2 separate regions of the Mus musculus genome follow, and region 2 is linked to region 1. Evidence: chromatin contacts called from public Hi-C data. All regions are on one chromosome and are shown on one strand. Each heading gives the region's core, a stretch centred on a gene start, on an enhancer-like site or on the middle of the called end of the contact. The rest is flanking DNA. Distances are from core to core; before and after follow the strand shown. Region 1 has its middle 230 kb from the start of Etaa1. Region 2 holds the start of Etaa1 (Ewing tumor-associated antigen 1).

What was found. A called contact is a pair of places that touch in the nucleus more often than the background predicts.
Region 2: a contact with region 1 is called in a Hi-C map of uterus, with 5 times the contacts expected there. The contact joins the promoter of Etaa1 here to the enhancer-like site in region 1. A contact is called at or near these places in 1 of 39 promoter capture datasets (liver) and 2 of 484 Hi-C or Micro-C datasets (muscle stem cells and uterus).

Annotation. Positions count from the first base shown.
Region 1 is chr11:17,726,265-17,729,153 of GRCm38.p6, reverse strand. No RefSeq gene overlaps it. Among named protein-coding and RNA genes, the nearest start is that of Etaa1, 230 kb to the left of the region's middle. Within about 2 kb of position 1,368, at least 24 of the 459 cell types and tissues checked have an H3K27ac peak or open chromatin away from gene starts, as enhancers often do. A contact at or near this core is called in muscle stem cells and uterus, where this site is marked.
Region 2 is chr11:17,952,454-17,955,342 of GRCm38.p6, reverse strand. Etaa1 (Ewing tumor-associated antigen 1) reads left to right here and starts at 1,468. Exons shown (of 6, transcript NM_026576.4): 1 at 1,468-1,780; 2 at 2,640-2,765. The coding sequence starts at 1,549. Etaa1os (Ewing tumor-associated antigen 1, opposite strand) reads right to left here and starts at 1,373. Exons shown (of 3, transcript NR_131915.1): 1 at 1,258-1,373.

The DNA.
Region 1 (2,889 bases), core at 119-2,618:
AAAAATGTATCGTCTATGGAGTATTAGGATGTAGCTCAGTGCTAGGGCTCTTGTTTAGCATGGATAAGACTCTAAGTTTGTTTCCCAGCACAAATAATCAAAACATTCTCTATAGCATCTATTTTCAAATATATAATTATTTTTTGTCTACTTTTGTTATCTTATTATGGTATAGAATATTAGATGCTACTCCTCTTACCTAACTAAATTCCCTATGCTTCCAAGAGTCTAACAATCATTATTCTCAAAAAAGATAGATAGATAGATAGATAGATAGATAGATAGATAGATAGATAGATAGATAGATAGATGATAGATAGATGAATTGAAATATCACACATATATACCCACAATTATTATGTTTGTTGAAATACTTTAAAACAAAAGTCTAGCTGAGGCAGGAAAATTAAAAGTTCAGGGTTATGGCTCGATAGCAAGATTGCTCAACAAGTAAGGCACTTGCTGCTAAGCCTGAGACCCTGAATTTGATCTTCAGAGTTCACATGGTGAAGGAGACAAAGGACTTCCACAAGGTGCCTTTGACTTCCACACATGCATCATGCATCTATGCCTCTAAACACACACACACACACACACACACACACACAAATTAATGTTAAAAAATAAAAACAGAAAAGGAAGAGTTTAAGGTCACCCTCGACTGCCCAGTGAATTCCAGAACCTTCCAGCTACATAGCAAGACCCTGTTGGGAAAATAAAATGAAAGGAAACACATCAGCAACAAGGACCAGAACCAAGCAAACAAAAATGCAGTAAGAAAAGCAGTAATAGCAAGAAGAAAGCACGTGCGGCAAAGCTGCAGCAGGAACCAGTCGGTGTTTGAACAGCGTAATGGAACCTCCTTTGCCCGTGCTCTTCCTTGTTTTTTATACTGTATTTTCTACCTAATTATGAGAACCAACTATTTATTTTAAGTCAGCTTTTGCAAGATAAGGCAGAGGTAAAACTGCACCAGAAGCAGGTGGTTTATGTAGTAATGAGTGACTTGAGAAAATCAAAAGCTAACATGTTTATGAAGAATTCAAAGTGAAAGAGGCCATAAAATGATCACTAAGCCTGCCACTGAGGTTTCCTGCTGTCCGTGAAAACCTTACTGCTACAAGCAACTATAACCATGAGTCCCCTGGGGCAACTAACCCAGCTCCATTCTCTCCGACCAGCTCCATCGTGATGCACATCCTAGAAGAGTCCACTTTTAGCCCATCCCTCTGCACACTAGAAAGCCAGAGGTCTCTCAGATGGTGGAAATGACAGCTACATTCTAACAGAGCCTACATCACCCTTTTCAGTCTCCAGGAAACCAAGCAGCTGTGTGAAATCTACGAGCTTCTCTGACTTCCTACTTCAACTTCCCTTCTGCTCAGGAAAAAAACAGGAACACTGGGAAGTCAGCCATGGCTTGGTCATGTCCTTCTCACCCCCTTCTCTTCTAGCCTCATGTCTGCTCCCAAGCACTGTCACATTTATCGTTCAAAAAAAAAATTACCCCGCCAAAGTCATATCCACAGTGAAATGATATCGTCTACTAGCTCCATGACCCTCCTTTAAAGTATGCGGTTAGCTATTGTCATAATTTTAACTTTACTTCTCAGACTCACAGCCCACAGATAATTCGGCAAATCAGTCACAGGTCAGTGGAGTCCTGTTCTTGGCAGGGAGGCTCTGCTGTGGGAGCACAGTGTAGGGAGGCTGTGCTCTTCCCTCTGTGGGAGCACAGGGCAGGGAGGTACTGTTTTTTAAGCAAAGGGCAGGAAAGCTTTCCCTCCTCTCTGTAAGAAAGAAGGTCATTAGAAACAGATGCAGGATCTTTCCTGAAAAAAAAAAAAAACAAAACTGCCTAGTCCAACTTTAACCACACATTTTTCAAAAGACATTATTTTTTGTGAATCTCAAATAGAAAAACCTAATTTGAATTCAATTTGAAAGAAGAGGCAGTGGAAAGAGAAGGGGAAATTCATGGTTCTTTGAACAATAGCTTGCAAACAAACTAAGCTCTTGTACTATTCTGGTGGCTTGTGTTTGACACTCTACATCCAAAGGACTACCAACATTATGCAATATATTTCCTACCACATTTATCCAACCCTTTCCCATTTGTCAGAACATCTCTGCTTTTAAGCAAGCTCTCCCAGAATGTTATTGCACTGTTTCTCAGATTGGGCATCAGGGCCTTGGCTTATCCCACCAACCTCTTCCTTGGGCAACAGTCAGTGCGGTCCTGTGGGTTTGCAGTGGTAAAGGGGTGGAGGCATGAAAATCCCTCCTGATGTCCGCTTCGAACTGCCTGTGTTCCGGGCTGTGTGCACTCCTCCTTTGTTCTGTTCTCTGCATCAGACAGAAAGCAATCATCCTGACTGAAACGTATCTAGAGCCAAGGCTCCATGTAAATTACAGAGAGAGATGACAAATTTCATGGCCTGGTTATGGTCAAATGGCAAATTTCACAGTTTGTCATGTATTAATAGAAAAGAAAAACAAATACAAATGAAGTCATCCCAATTGTTAGAAATAATTCCAGAGTGACTGTTTGATGAATTCAAACAAAGGGGACAGACAGAATGAAGGACAATCAACTTGTAGCCCATGATTTTAAATTTAATAAAAAAAAAAAGACCCTGTAGTTTCATTCTCGAACATCTCCATAGTAAAGGTTTAATCCAAACATACCACACTTCAGCCTGAGCCCAGAATGAGAAATCCAAATTCCAAAGCCTGGGCATGTCTCCTTTTCAAGGGAAGTAAAGCATCCATGAAATGTTCTTGTGACAGAGGTGGAGGGCCAATCTTATGGGTCATCGGTGACACCAAGATTGACCACGAGATTTATCTGCAGGTGTGGAAATGTTGTACTGTTTATCCAATCCACCT
Region 2 (2,889 bases), core at 219-2,718, 230 kb before region 1:
ACTCTCCTGACATTTGGGTGAGATTCAGCTTCATTATGCTTCAAGAGATCAAGAAATTTCTTGTCTCTTTTTCCTTTTTCATTCCATGTCTTAGAGTAAAGGTATCCTCCCTTTGCACAGGCATGTGCCTCCCGCTCTGAGACTAAGGGCATCAGCACTGACTATACACCAGTTTGGGAAGAATTGACTCTTTAACAGTAGTGAGTGACACAGACCACAAACACAGCATAGCCCTTTTTATTTTGGCCTTCAATTTATTTCTAAGGTGTTTTATAGTTCTCTCTGTAGAGTTGGCACTCTTTTGTTTTACTATTTATCGCAAATCATATTCTTTAAAAACTTAGAATTTGGTTTATTACTAATCTATTAAAGCACAATTAACCTCCGAGTTTCACTTTATTTGGGGCATGGAAGAAGGCACAACTACGCTGATGATTCTGTTCAGGACCTAGACCTGTGGTCCTAGCACTGACAAGCTTGAGACAGGAAGACCAGGAGTTCACAGCGAGACTGCATTAAATAAGGAGGCAGGGCACACATAAGACACTGTCTGAAAAACAAAAAGACAGACACACTTCATGATAAGGAAACTGGAGTGTTACAGATATAAAACCAAATAATCTTTATGGCTATCTTTAGTGCCCTAAGTAGCCATTAAGGACCCAGCTGTCAGGATTGGCATCCTGAAGGCTAGCAGGTAAAAACTTTGGAATGCACTGTTACCAGATCACTAACTTCCATCAACGAAAGGATGGGTCTCATAAATTATATCCTTACCTAAAGCCTATGGACGAATCATCTCCTGCTTTGCTGTAACCCACCTACTACCTGTTGTCCCCAACAAAGCGCCTGGCAAATGCTTTGTTTTTTGTTCTGTGACTGTTAAAGTCTGTGCGATTGCTTTTATATTGAAACATGTTTTTAGGCCAACCTGAATCAATGCTCCCTGGCCATGGAAATTATTACTTGATTCAAAATAAACACTATTTTATTCCTACTAAGATGACAGCTCTGTTTTGCATGTACAGTTTCCAGCGACTGTTAGTTTATTAAATTAATACGTTTTCCTACATTTTGGAGCTACGCACATAACAGAACATCTATGAACTATTGCGTTTATTACCTCCTAAACTATAGTCTTTATTTTCTCATATTATCGAATAACACACCATCATTTGAATCTTAGAAATAATCAATTAAATTTTAAATTCAATAAGAATCTGTCATTGTATATGAACTCTTTACTGTCTCACATACCAAGTTCCTGTCACAGATCCAGAAAAGGGTCCTGCAGTTCCTGCTAAGTTGGACGAGTCTGATGGTAGACCTCAGAAAACTCCTGTTTCCTCAGCCCTGGCCGCAGCCTTCTAACCCCGCCCCTCACACTGACGCAGCCAATCCGCACCATGCGTAGTAACCCGCCCCTAGACGGAGGCAGCCAATTAGAAGCAGCGTATTTTGCGCGCCCGACTTGCAAAGATGGCGCTGCACGGTGGCGCGCGGGCTCTCTGTCGAGCAGTTGCCCTGCTCCGCTGTAGCAAAATGTGAATGCAGCTGAAGGACGGTGGCACGGGAATGAGTCGGCGAAGGAAGCATGCGGACAGCCCTGCCCGGAGGAGCACGCCGCACAGGGCGGCTGCTAAGAACTGCCGCCCGGCGGCAGAGCCGTGGCTGCGGGAGTCCAGGGCGGCCTGCAGCTCCCAGCTCCGCCGGGCGGGAACGCGGTCTGCGCGGCGGGCGCAGCGGCAGGCAGCGGCTGACGGCGGGCGCAGTCCCCGGGGTGAGGAGAGGGCGGGGAGCGGAGCCTGGCGGTGCAGACCGGGCGGGAGGCCTGGGGCTGCAGAGCCGAGTCCGGTAAACCGGGCCTTTTCTGAACGTCTGGTTGTGGGCGGGGCCTGTGCCGTGGACTGTGTTCCGGAAACTGGGCACCTACGCTGGTTGTTGTTGTTTTCCTCGCTGTTTTGTTTTGCAAAAAGGGCCACCTCAGAAACCGTAGTGTGCTCCCGGAACTTGCTAGGTGTAACATCCGGTTAGCCCAGCAAACCGATGGCGCGTTCATTTCTGTAAACTTGGAGTTAAGAGATATCTATCCCAATAAGGACCAAACTCATAACCTCTATCCTAGGGTGTGTCCGTAAAATACAATGTCTGTTACCTTGCTTGTTTCTGCTATGAATAAAACGAGGCTGGGAAAGAAAAATAACATTGTAAACCTTCAAGTGATTCTAGACAGAGCTTCCCTAGAAACAAATCACTATTGGTTTTGGGGTGTATGGAGTAAAAAAAAAATTGGGTCGAGTTTACAGGAGGGGCCTTGTGAGAGTTTAGCTTGGCTTTCTGTTTGGATGCATTTCCTGTACATCTGCTGACGTCATGGAGGTACCTAAAGCCTGGTGATAGTAATTCAGTGATCAGATGGTATCATTCCTGGGCCTATGGAATTTTCAAAGAACACTTCCTAACTACAGTGCTAAACTTATGAAGTATTAAGATATTATTTTCATTGAAACATTTCTATTGTGGTTAAAGTAACTGTCTTTAGGAGACAAGCTTTGTATTGGACATGAAAATTAATTGTTTGACTTTAGCTTTTATGAAGTAACGTAACACTTAGAAGCAATGATTGTCATCTTATGCAGGAAAGGAGACGCCAGTACAAATCGTGAAAATGGATTTATTATCCTGTACCTTCAGTTCTCCAAATGATCCAGATGGACAAACTGATATCTTCTGGGATCAAAATTCTCCAATGACAAAGCAGTTAGGTAATCTGTTGTTATTTTTATGTGGGTAGGTGCTTGAAGAATTATTGTCGGTAAAATTTTAGTCTGGTAACATCATAATACAACGGTTTTGGGTTTTTTGTTTTGTTTTTTAGAACCTCATGTG